Linked DNA regions of Mus musculus: all the other regions are linked to region 2. A link is a contact called in public ChIA-PET data. All regions are on one chromosome and are shown on one strand. The core of a region is the stretch at or near the end of the contact, and the rest is flanking DNA. Distances in the headings are between cores, read along the strand shown. Region 1 overlaps Kctd20 (potassium channel tetramerisation domain containing 20). Region 2 overlaps Mapk14 (mitogen-activated protein kinase 14). Region 3 overlaps Srpk1 (serine/arginine-rich protein specific kinase 1).

Region 1 (3,896 bases), core at 307-2,806, 230 kb before region 2:
AAAAACAAAACAAAAACAAAAGGAAAAAGTGTCCCAACTCTGGGAACAGTAGGCAAGACACCAAACTACAATGACACTGAAATGTAGGTAAGGGTGGGGCTGAGGTACAAAAAAGCTTCCCTCCCCACAAGAAGCCTATGTCTGCACACAGTCTTTCCTTTAGTTGCCACCACCCAGTGTCACTGGAGTGGCCTTTAGATTGCCTCCCAGTCAAACTCCATGGGCTGGAGTGTTGGGGTGAAGACCTAGTTCATAAAAGGCCAGAGCCAGTGAACCAACTCCGAAGGACAAAGAAAGGACCGTGCTCACACCTGAGCATTACACAGGACAGACACATAATCATTCCTGTGGCCATGGAGAAACAGGAAGCACCACTGACCCTGGGCCTGGGCTGGACAGCTGCAGGTAGGCAACCATGTAGCACCAACAAAATCAAAGCCAGACCTGGCCTCAAACACAAGCCAAGCAACTTCACAGAAGTAACCTCTTGATACAGACAACCTCAGCCCATATTCTGGATGCTGCCTCACAGACACACCAATAGTCACCACAAGCTGGAGCCACTCAGTTACCCTTCGGTTCTTTTCTAAGCAAGGAAGATCTTGCACCCATTGTGATGCCACAAGCACAGAAAACACTGTTTTAAGAGCACACTTGTTCTTCAATACTGGAGAGAGGGCTTCCAAAACCTGATTTTATTGCCATCAAGTAGTTATGCTATACATGGTCTTATGGGAGCAGCCTTCAAGAAACAACATATTCTGTAAAGAGCTTGAAGGAAACAGCTTACACACCGCCCAGGGTGGAGGACGGACTCAAAGGTGGACTTCTACCGGGAAGTAAAATAATTGCAGACATTGCTGTCAGGCTCTTGGCTCTGCAAACAGCCATGGAAATGTGAGAGGAAGGAGCTAGGGAATGATCTGGGCTGCCGTCTACCACACGTGTAAGCCTGAGCAGATAACACAACAACAAGGCCTGGACCTGATTTGGGGGATGACCACATATTACTTTCTTACCATGTTCCAGTAGCTAATGGCCTATTTAATGGACAGGCGCTGTGGCTTCCCACCAGAGGAGGGTCCAGCTGGCCCAATCTGGAGCCATTCTGCCACCTCATTTGCAAGTTTCACTTCCAAATGAAGCATCAGGCTGCCCTTCTTAGGGGGTTGGTTTGCTCCTATGTTAGTAAAAAGCAGAGCTGAGCTGGAGCTCCAGGGAATTCCCTTCGCCTGCCCCGCACCTCCCCAGGTGGGCACACCCAACCCCAGCACAGACTGTTTCTCTGACGTTTTGGTCCTTTTGCTAATAAGCAATTTGTCTGATTGTGAAACCACTCACCCGGTGTAAGAGTGGGCTGCTGTGCCGAATGTGAGGCAACAGTTCACTTCCTCTCCTGCACCAGGAGGTGAATGCAAAGATTCAACCAAGAGCACCAGACCCAAAAGCTCGTTTGCCAGGGCTGGTAAAGCTGGCCGCCTAATTACCAGAGAGCTTCTTCACCCAGCCGGAGGCAGACCCGGAAAAGGGCACAGTAACAACTCAGAAGGGAAGGAGACAGGAAGAGGCATCTCCTAACGGTGAGAAACCACAGGAGGGCAGGGAGGCCTGGTTAGGGGTACCCACACAAAGAAGAGCTCCAACAACTGGGCAGAGGCCGTTTGTCCCTAATCTTGAAAGTCATTCGGAGCCATCTGAGAGAGTGGAGCATTTAAGCGGTCAAGTTCATCTACTTGTGGTGGGTGATGCATTATTATCTCCTGGTCTTCTAAGACATCCTCTCCAGCAGCCACCAAATTAGTGAGGGATTTGCTGCGAACGCACTGGAAATCCACATGGCGACTCTTTCCTTCCTCTTTTTCCCATGACATCTGGATAAAAGGGCGCTGCACATAATTGTAGATGACTTCAGACCGCCCGCCAGGTCTCCTCTTGATCTTCTCTTTACAGGTAGGGTAACCTGCAACCAGAAAGCATACAGTGCTCACACTCCTGGCAGACTCTCCTCGCTCTACCATCTACTTCCAAGTCCAAGGACAGCAAGAAAAGCTCTGTGGCATGTGACTGGTGTCCTCCCAAGCCTCCTCTGTCCCTATAAGGGACAGGGCTGTGGGAAATAACAGGGATTCTCCCCCCCTTTTTTTTTTTTTGATTTATTTATTTATGAATATGCAAGTATACTGTATCTGTCTTCAGACACTCCAGAAAAGGGCATCAGATCTTGTTATGGATGGTTGTGAGCCACCATGTGGTTGCTGGGATTTGAACTCAGGACGTCTGAAGAGTAGTCAGTGCTCTTTCTTACCTGCTGAGCCATCTCACCAGCCCAGATTCTCCCCCTCTTAATGGAAAGGAAAGAGAATGTACTAATTCCAAGAGCTTTTAATGGTTGGAAACACCACAAAGGGACAAAACTTCCCCATGGCACAGGAACGCTGCCATCTTGTTAATGCTGTATAGAAGCCATGGTTAAGGGAAAAGCAGGGAAATGTGCAATGTTACCTCAATGGTAACAATGGTACCCTGTCCCCAGGCCTCACACACAAGGCAAAGTGAAATTATCTCAATAGTGACCTCTAACTTAAAATCCTGAGTCAGACACATGTAGCAATGAGTTCACTGCGGCGGTGATATGAGCAGGGCTCAGGGGCCCAGGCTGCACCAACTCCTGCCTCCAGCACGAAGTACCCAGACAGCCTGAGGAAAAACAGACCTCAAGTTTTATCTAAGAAAAGACAGACTGGAAAGATGGCTTATAAGTCAAGAGCATTGACTGCTCTTCCAGAGGTCTTGAGTTCAATTCCCAGCACCCACATTGGTAGCTCACAACCATCTGTAATGGGATCTGATGCCCTCTTCTGGTGTGTCTGAAGAAACCAACTGTGTACTCATATGAAGAAAATAAATAAATTTAAAAAAGAAAAAGAAAAGACAGAGTCTCACTAAATAGCCTCAGCCTGCCTGGAAACTGTGATGCAGACTAAGCTGGCCCAGAGCTCACAGAAATCTTCCTCCCCTGCCTCCCGAGGGCTGGGACTGAACCACCACAGTCGGCAAAGCTCAAATCCTTAAGCTGGTTTGTTTTTTAAGAGAATAACTTTAGATGAAAAGACGTACTCTTGCTCAGGTGAGCCCAGGTGCTCACTGGATTCACCCCAGAATCCTGTGCCCTGGGCTGAGAGCCCTGAGGGATACTCATGGCTACAACTGAAGGGCAGGCAATGCAAACCTCGGGACACACAGCAATGAAGCAGCCCCTCACTAAGTAGACTCTAAGTGTGCCGGGTCTCAAGGCTCCCGCCAGCCAAGCTCAGAGTAGTAAGCTGTGGCCAGAAACCCACCCCACCCCTTGTTGTAGAACCTCAACACTGGCCAAGCCTTTTTATGTTTGTTTTTTCAAGACAGGGTTTCTCTGTGTAGCCCTGGCTGTCCTGAAACTCCCTCTTGTAGACCAGGATGGCCTCCAACTCAGAGATAGAGATCTGCCTGTCTCTGCCACTGTCCGGCTGACTGAGACTTTTTAATACCTTCAATTCCAATGCGGATGTTCTTCAGGCCTCGTTCCTTTAACACAGTTTTAGCAACATCTCTATTCTCGATATATTTGAAGAATCTGTAGAGCTTGGAGCTGTAAAGAACTAAACAACACAGCACTGGGGTTAGTCACAGAGGAGGGGAGGGGGGCAGGGACGGAGGGGACAACCAAAAGGTGCTATGTAACCCATCATGTCCTCTGACCTGGAACACTCCTCCCCATCCCCAGCATCCCTAATGCTGGGATTCCTGGCATGTAACATCTCTCACAATCATAAAAGCACCAAGCTTGTAGCATTCTATGTCTAAGAATAACCTATAGTGATGTGCAAAAATACTGTTTAAAAGTCCTATATAAAAGC
Region 2 (4,290 bases), core at 1,624-4,123:
CCAATGGCGTCCTTTCCTTGCACATCAGCACGAACCCTGCTGGAAGGTGACTACTGCTATGCATTTGCCCTTCTTCTACCTGAGTGCAGAGATGGGCTGACTCACTCTGTACAGACTTTGGACTTCCCTCTGAAAACTCCACACTCAACAATGCTCTGCATACTGAGAGAGGGGACAAACAGGGTGAACTAGACACGCAGGATTCAGGTGAGCTCACACGCTCAACTGTCATGCTCTCCTTGCGGGCAGCACGTACAGGATCAGCCATTTGTCATCTGGGAGTCAAGAAGATGTATCTCTGAAGAAGAGGGCAGGAGCCATGCCTTTGTTTCCTTGGCTGGTTAACCCAGGTGCCAGCACACTAAGCAGTGAGCTGTCCTCGGGCCTCTGCCAGCTTTCTGTCCTGTTCTCCCTGTCCTGCATTCTCTGTATTCAGACCCCGTGTCCTTGTCTACACTGGCTTCCCTGTTCTGTTCTTTCCAGAAGGAATGAGTTATTCAGTGTTCTGTTGACTACAATTCTTTAGTAAATTTTTCTGACTACTTTTACTCAGTCAGCTTTATCTCACCCGGATGTAGGTACTGTATGCTCCCCACCCCCAGGGGGTCTGGGGTTAGACCCATGGCCATGTTGACGTCACTGAGCTACATCTACAATAGTTGTTTGTTTATTTAAAAAGGTGTCTTACAAATTAAGCCCAGGCTTTCTGCCTCTGCCTTTTAAGTGCTGGGGTTAGAGACCTGCACCATCACAGCTGGTGCTTTGGAGATTTCAAAAGTACTGGGTGGTGTCATCAACACTAACTTAACCTTGCCCATACTTTTCCAACATTTAGACTGCCATTACCCATTTCTGACGATTATGCAGGGAAGCTCTTTTCTCACTACTGTACACAACTGAGTTATCACTGAGAGGATGTTTGTCTTGGTACCTGATTCTGTCCATTGCTGCACTAGAACTGTTCAAATATCTGATGTGCCCACTTCATGTTAAGATAAAAGACATCTCATTATTAGGCCATGTATCCAGCTTGCTTGCTTGCTCTCTCTCTCTCTCTCTCTCTCTCTCTCTCTCTCTCTCTCTTTTTCCTTTTTGACGAGACAGGCTTTCTTTGTATAGCCCAGGCTGTCCTCGAACTCAGAAATCCGCCTGCCTCTGCCTCCCAAGTGCTGGGATTAAAGGCGTACGCCACCATGCCTGGCTTGCTTTCTTATCTTAAAGGAGTAAAGGAAATAAAATAAAATAGGCCCATTCAAAAGCTCCAGGGTCCTTTATGTATAGCTACACTGCAGATTCGGGGTCCTGATTTTGTCAGGGGAGGTGACTCGTGTGTTGCTGGTTGCCTACAGCTACTTAACTTCCTTCTTAGCTGAGCAGAAGGCTCTTCTATTGGAAGTGGTAGGAGGGGAACCTAGGCGTGCACAGCTGGGGCTTAGCTCCTCCATTTATTTCCCTAAGCGGAAATGAGAGGAAGGAGGGGCTTTCCTAGCTTCCTCAAAGTTTCTGGCCCCAGAAAGTGACAACAGCTTAAAAAACAAAAACAAAAACAAAAAAAAAATCCTCCAACAACAACAAAAACAACAACAACAAGGCTGGGCAATGGTGGCACAAGCCTTCAATCCCAGCACTTGGGAGGCAGAGGCAGGGGGATTTCTGAGTTCGAGGCCAGCCTGGTCTACAAAGTGAGTTCCAGGACAACCAGGGCTACATAGAGAAACCCTGTCTCAAAAAAACAAAAAAAAAAAACAAAAAAAACAAAAAAAAACCAAAAAACAAAAACAACAACAACAAAAAACAAAAAACCAACAACAACAACAAAAAACCAACCAACCATGGCTAAAGTAAAACAGAGTCACCTTCTTATGGCCTCCATGGAGAAAGCACAAGTTCCAAGTGGCCCCTCATGCTATTCACTGTATTGACCAAGGTTCCTGGAGGAGTTCAGAGCCATCTGCAGACTGTCATGAGGGGAGGAAGCTGTTCTGTGTGGTCTGAGGGTGGGAGAGGAGCCCATGGAAAGACCCCGCCCAGGAGGAGCCCCTCTAGGGACAAGGCACACATCACCCACCACTGAGAGGGAAGGTCAGACTAGCACACAGTGTCAGAGATTAGGATGCTCAGCAGAAAGTGAGAGGGCTCTTAAGCACGTGGGCAACTTCAGAGAGAAGTCAGGGCTCAGGAGGACACACACACAAATTTCCCATTAATCTCTTGGAATGAACTGGAATCTCAACTCTCAGTTTTATTAGCATACAATTGCCCCAAAGGGGTTCCCATGATCTTAAGTCCACACCCAGATAAGGATAGTTTAGAATAAAACACACTCATGCATGCAAGCGGGCTCATGCAGGCTCACATGTGTGCACACATCACACACAGCACACGTCACACATGCATTCCAAAGTCAGAGTGCAGAGTGACGGAAGGCAAGTGGCAGAGGCCCCCGAGGGTAGTAATTCAATCAAAGCGTCAACTCACAGACTCTGAGGAGATTTTCTTCAGAAGCTCAGCCCCTGGGGTTCCAACGAGTCTTAAAATGAGCTTCAACTGATCAATATCTAACGGTGGACTATAAAGGAAAATGTCGGGACAAAATAAAAGTGAAAAGCAAAACAAAACAATAATGAGCAAAATAAAACACAACAAACAAAAAAAATCTCAATAATGGAAATGAGTCCCCCCCTCCCCCAAACAAGGCCAACATGGTGGAAGATTCTGGGTGGAAGGCTTCTGTAGGGTGGCCACTTTCAGCATGACTTGCTCCTCCTGTAGAAAGGTTCAAAAAACCGCCACACACACACACATTTGTCACCACCATGCAGCAGGAAGTAAAGTCACTGTGGTTGGGTCTTAGACAAGAGGCCACGCCACTCAGTCCATGAGCCCAGCCTCCACCTCCACCTCCCCTTCCACCAAGGCACTAGGAGGTAGCTAAGCAGAGTGTGCTGGCAAGCAGAGGCGGAGCACACTCTATGCATCTATTTGTGACTATCCCCCTAAGGCCTGACCTAAGGAACTTGTAATCTGACAGTTGGGAGGCCTGCTCTCCTCCCAGACACCATTCGTTCACTTGAGTGTGCCCTCTGGAGACCTTCCCCTCTCCCCTCTAGGAGACAGAACATGTGAGGGACAGCCAGCTGGCAGAGGGTGCTACCCCACTATGGGAGACACCAGGCTGCAACCATAACGGATGTAAAGTAACCAAAGTCTACTCACTAAAGACTTGAAAAGCAGAAAGGCAAAGGGCCCGGAATAGTCATTCTGCCATCCAAAACCTCAGAACAAATGAGCATGTGTTCACCGGAGGATCAGAGGCCATTTACTCTCACTGCCTTCAGTCAGCCCCTTTTGAGCATCTGAACAGCTGCTCCATACCTCAGCTGATGGTGAGATAGGGAGACTGTGTGAGCCCGTCAGGTTCTGCAGGATCATTAGCCGTCCTTCCTGTGTCACCTAAAATCCCCCAGCAGCCTCTTAACTCAGAGTCCTTGTGCCTCATCTATCCAAGTGCTGGGACTACAATGTATGGCTGAACCCCATCCCTTATTTTAGATTATCTGATACATAAAAGGCACATACAATATTTAAAGAACAGATAGAGAAGATTTAGCTTGCATATAGAGAGGCAAAATAAGCATGAGTCAGTCAAGAGAACAGTGTCTGCAAGCCACAGTTGCCTAGTCACAGGAACTGCTTATGCAACAAGATGGCCATTTTGCCTCTGAACATTTTTTTTTTTTGCTAAAACAGAAGAAAATTCTAGAAAGGTGACAGGAAGATACAGCCTGGTGCCTGTCTTATACATGGAGTTTTCCTGGAATGCAACAAGGCCGTGCATTCGTGTATTTACACACCAGTTTTCACAGGCCTGCAACAGTCAATAATTTTTAAGATAAGATGAGCCAGTGCCCAAAAATGGCATCCTACAGAAAACCGAGTTAACCCAGAAGGAAGTCCACTCACACAAGATATTTCTGAAGTTAGAATGGTAAAAGAAAAAACAAAACAAAACAAAACCCCTGCTACTGAAAATGGAAAAGAGGAGATGCTCCAGGTGCGGACAGTGGGTGGACTGAGACTGGCACTGACTCACTCAGGCCGTAACACTGCCGACATGCTAATGGTGACAGTTGAGCATCTTCCTTGCAGACAGGAAGAAGCTACTCAGTTTATATAAATCTAGCTCCATTCACATTTCTACTCCCCAGGAATATCTGATTAGCCACTTCAAGAGGATGTATGTTAATAGAAAAAAATTAGACTCTTCCAGCCCTCCAAGAGGTGATTTTA
Region 3 (4,032 bases), core at 109-2,608, 140 kb after region 2:
AAAAAAAAAGACTAGAAATCAACAGCAGGAATAACTCTAGGGATTGGAGAGATGACTTGAGGCTGTGCATGGGCGGTCAGAGGACAGCCTGCCAGAGTTGGTCCTCTCTAGGGCGTGGGATCCAGGGATAAAACGCAACAAAGCCCTGAAGGCCGGGCTCCTCCTCCTGTTTGTTTAAGGTTTATTTAGGTTAAGAATACTTCTGCCCTGCTTGCCAAGCCTCATGTCAAGCCTCAGCCTGAGCTACGCCGCCTCACTTCTGATGGCTGTCTGTCTTAACAGGGCTGTAGACTTTGCCTTTTGTACTCTTATTTTACACATTTGATTGTCGTTTGAGCTTGTTTACTTTTGATCGTTCATTGTATGGGAGCATGCATGTGTGCACCAGTGTGCCACAACATGCATGTGGGTCAGAGAACAATTGCAGAAGACAGTGTGGGTAAGCTAGCTCTCTCTGTCTCTGTCTTTGTCTCTGTCTCTCTCTCCTCTCTCCCCCTCTCTCTCTGCTTGCTGGCAGGCTCTTACCTGCTGATCACTGATGGCTCTTGTTTTCTCTACTTGTATATATTTTTTGTTTGCTTGCTTGGTTTGGGTTTCTTTGTTTTGCTTTTTGAAACAGCCTCATTGTAACCATGGCTGGCCTGGTTAGCCATGTAGACCAGATTAGCCGTGTAGAATTCAGAGATTTGCCTTCCTTTGCCTCTCCCAAGTGCTAGGATTGAAGGCATGTGCCATCACACCGGCTCTAATAGTTTTCTTTTCTTTTCTTTTCTTTTCTTTTCTTTTCTTTTCTTTTCCTTTCCTTTCTTTTCTTTTTTGGTTTTTCGAGACAGGGTTTCTCTGTATAACCCTGGCTGTCCTGGAACTCACTTTGTAGACCAGGCTGGCCTTGAACTCAGAAATCTGCCTGCCTCTGCCTCCCGAGTGCTGGGATTAAAGGTGTGTGCTACCACGCCGGGCTATTTTTATTTTCTTAATAAAGCTATTGTTATTCCTAAGTCTGTATGTCTAAACTAAATTAAGGCTCAATTTTAAGTTATCTGGAGTAGCAGTAAGACAGGTTGTTAAATAAGTTTTGCAGACAGCTTGCTTTAGTTTCCATCGTTAAGTAAGCCTTAGTTACTTCCTGTTTTAAATAAATGAGTATTAAGGATCTCCACTCCTTGACTCACTCAGCACAAGCATTTCACTGAAGATATCCAGACACGGCAGTATCGGTCTTTGGAAGTCCTGATAGGATCTGGCTACAACACCCCTGCTGACATCTGGAGCACAGCATGCATGGTGAGCCCTGCCCACTGCCTTCCCTGTTTGCTAATGCAGTACTGAGCAGAGTGTCACACAGCTGCTCTCAGTGTTATGTCAGAAACCATGGGCGTGGCATGGTGGGGTGAGGGCAGGGGTGGGGTGGGTTGAAAGCCATTGTTCAAAGGCATTCTTTTTCCTGTATTGGTTACTATTGTCCTTGAGCTTATAGCCTTGACCTGTTTGCAGACTTGGGATGCCACTGGAAGGATGCTGTCCTCTGCAGTGGGGCCACTCCTCAGATGTCTGGGTCAGTCAGGTGTGAAGCCCGGGCACCTGTGAATCCACACGTCGCTGCTTTACGCTGGGGAGTTTATGCCTTGATTTAGTTTTCCCCTTTGTTACAGTCTGTGCTTGTCAACATCAGCCAGTGGGCGTGCTTTCCTGTGGACCTAGGCTTTGAGTTTGAGTTGAAGCTTTCTGTGCTCAGAAAGACCCTGACTGCTCAGGCCACACAGGTTGGGGACATAGTCCCTTCACTTGGTTTTACACAGTGGCCTTGGGTTCCTGCTTTTCCAAGTCAACTCACACTCAAACTGGCTACAAGCACTAGCTTGGTATTTTGTTACCCTTTATACCTTTGTACAAATTCAAGACCAGACATAGAGAAGACAGCTTGGTGGGCATGGGGGTGTCACACTTGCTGAAAGTGTCACTCCCAGGGAAGCTCCCCTGTGTGTCAGGTTTGCACACTTACACTTTAATTGCTGTTTTATTAGTCCCAGCAGTAAGCCAAGAGGAGAGGCTTACAGAGGAGAGGTGGGAACTTGTTAAGCCTGGTGAGGCAGAAGGATTGCCAAGAATCCAAGTCCACCTTGGGCTGCATAGTCTGGAAAATGTCCGTGTAATCTGGAATGTAAATTATGTTTCCAACTCTGTAGGATTCCAGTGCAGGATGGGGCTGCTTGTCTCATGGGTGGTTTATGTGCAGCCTCTCAACACCCGCTGCGCCCTCTGCTGGCCACGGGGAGAAACTGGGGCCTGGAAGAGAGCACTGTCATCAAGCTACATATTTCTGGCTACAGAGTGCCATGATGAAATCTGACTCATCTCAGATACCATTTCTTGGTGGCTAGAAGAGTCTTGAAGGCCCATGACCTAGCTCTGGATAAAGGCACCTGATAAGCTGACTCCAAGCCCTGAGACATACATGGAGGGAAAGAAAGAGCCAACTCTTAAAAGTTGTTCCCACAGTCACCAGAGAGCTAGTAAGAAACAAGCAGCTAAACATTTGTTGTAAAGAGCATCCCGCTAGAATCCTACAGACATTCCAGGTTACAAGGACATTTTCCAGACTGTGCGGCCCAAGGTGGACTCGGATTCTTGGCAGTCCTGCCTCGCCAGGCACAACAAGTTCCCGCCTTTCCTTTAAATTTTTTTTTGTTTTGTTTGGGTCCCCCCTCCCCTGCCGAGACAGGGTTTCTCTGTGTAGTCCTGGCTGTCCTGGAACTCACTCTGTAGACCAGGCTGTCCTCAAACTCAGAAATCTGCGTGCCTCTGCCTCCCGAGTGCTGGGATCAAAGGCGTGCGCCACCATGCCCAGCTAAACATTTGTTTTAAAGAGCATTCCGAGCGCTCCGTCTGTTGAAGTGCGGCTGTGTTGTGTGGTGAGAAGCAGTTAGCCCACTGCTGGTCGGCTCCGCTCTGCTGTGCTCTGTGCTCTCCTTTCCCTCAGGCTGCCCCAACATCAGTGCTGACTGAGGAGGCTTTTCTCCTTTTCCCATTTTATTGGTCTGTAGCTGTCATTCAGAAGCAATCTGAGATGCTTCTCAAGTGGCCGTCTAGGTTTGGGATCAGATAGCAGAGGCTTTGCAGCTGTGTTCTGTTTCTCTGATACTTTCATGCGCTGTCTCTTCCTTAGGCCTTTGAACTAGCCACAGGGGACTATTTGTTTGAGCCTCATTCAGGGGAGGATTACACACGAGATGAAGGTGAGTCCCGTTTGCCAGCTGTTTGTGTGTAGCTGTTTTGCTTTTCACTGTAACTGGCATCGTTTGTTGGCACCAAAGGCCTCTGGTACTGCTCTAGGTTTGTATGAGACCCCAAAACAGGAGAAATGCAGCCAGCGTAAAGCTGGGTGGGACAAGGATGTCGTCATAGCACTGAGGAGGCAAAGCCAGTAAGGAAGTGCTTGCCTGGGAAAGTGTGAGCTAAGGAGTGCAGTGTCTATGTAAAAGGTGCCGGTGGTGTGCTTGCCCCTCCTCGCAGTTGGTCAGCACTCCCTTGGTGGTCCTTTACTTAGCGGTTGTGGAGGTCTGCCATGCTGACGTGGCATTTGCTCTGCTACATCCTGGTTATGGCTTCCAGAGCAGCTGCAGTGTGGCTAAGCTCAGGAAGCTCACAGTCAGGCAGCACGCTTGTGGGCCTCAGGCTTCCTGAACACTGTGCTCTGCTTTGGTCTCACGTTGACCAGCTAATCCTTGAAGCTATTCGTGGGAAGCCTTGTTTGCTGCTTCCCTTCACCTTGACACTGCTGTCTCACCCCTATCTCTGCCCCCCTGGCACTTGCTGCAGAGCTGATAGGCAGGCTTCCAAGGCCCTTTGGCTACAGTTGGAAATGGTCACAGGACTTCCTCGCTCGCTCTCAGAGACAGACAGGCTCAGGGACACAATTTGAGGGAGCAGAGCTTCTCACACCAAGGCTGACTCTTGATCTCACTGTGGAGAGAGCAGTGCTGAGGTGTTTGTCTTTGGAGGGGACCCTGCATTAGATAAACTGTCTGTTTC

What was found. ChIA-PET counts read pairs in DNA pulled down with a chosen protein or histone mark.
Region 1: an RNA polymerase II ChIA-PET map of memory CD8 T cells shows a contact between it and region 2, with 49 read pairs. The contact joins two enhancer-like sites. A contact is called at or near these places in 5 of 115 datasets of contacts at active chromatin or transcription factors (the HPC-7 cell line, effector CD8 T cells, embryonic stem cells and 2 more) and 3 of 9 other capture datasets (adipose tissue, embryonic stem cells and pancreatic islet).
Region 3: an RNA polymerase II ChIA-PET map of memory CD8 T cells shows a contact between it and region 2, with 102 read pairs. The contact joins two enhancer-like sites. A contact is called at or near these places in 7 of 39 promoter capture datasets (cranial neural crest, embryonic stem cells, hippocampal neurons and 4 more), 11 of 484 Hi-C or Micro-C datasets (the Ba/F3 cell line, the CH12 cell line, the G1E-ER4 cell line and 8 more), 4 of 115 datasets of contacts at active chromatin or transcription factors (effector CD8 T cells, embryonic stem cells, memory CD8 T cells and 1 more) and 4 of 9 other capture datasets (adipose tissue, embryonic stem cells, liver and 1 more).

The regions. Positions count from the first base shown.
Region 1 is chr17:28,964,716-28,968,611 of GRCm38.p6, reverse strand. Kctd20 (potassium channel tetramerisation domain containing 20) reads right to left here. Exons shown (of 8, transcript NM_001356300.1): 7 at 3,528-3,638; 8 at 1-1,960. The coding sequence ends at 1,668. Among named protein-coding and RNA genes, the nearest start is that of Kctd20, 14 kb to the right of the region's middle. Within about 2 kb of position 1,556, at least 81 of the 459 cell types and tissues checked have an H3K27ac peak or open chromatin away from gene starts, as enhancers often do. A contact at or near this core is called in the HPC-7 cell line and memory CD8 T cells, where this site is marked.
Region 2 is chr17:28,735,279-28,739,568 of GRCm38.p6, reverse strand. Mapk14 (mitogen-activated protein kinase 14) reads right to left here. Exons shown (of 12, transcript NM_011951.3): 9 at 2,479-2,558. Among named protein-coding and RNA genes, the nearest start is that of Mapk13, 32 kb to the left of the region's middle. Within about 2 kb of position 2,873, at least 83 of the 459 cell types and tissues checked have an H3K27ac peak or open chromatin away from gene starts, as enhancers often do. A contact at or near this core is called in the HPC-7 cell line, memory CD8 T cells and myeloid progenitors, where this site is marked.
Region 3 is chr17:28,591,422-28,595,453 of GRCm38.p6, reverse strand. Srpk1 (serine/arginine-rich protein specific kinase 1) reads left to right here. Exons shown (of 16, transcript NM_016795.4): 13 at 1,177-1,284; 14 at 3,167-3,236. Among named protein-coding and RNA genes, the nearest start is that of Lhfpl5, 18 kb to the right of the region's middle. Within about 2 kb of position 1,358, at least 46 of the 459 cell types and tissues checked have an H3K27ac peak or open chromatin away from gene starts, as enhancers often do. A contact at or near this core is called in memory CD8 T cells and myeloid progenitors, where this site is marked.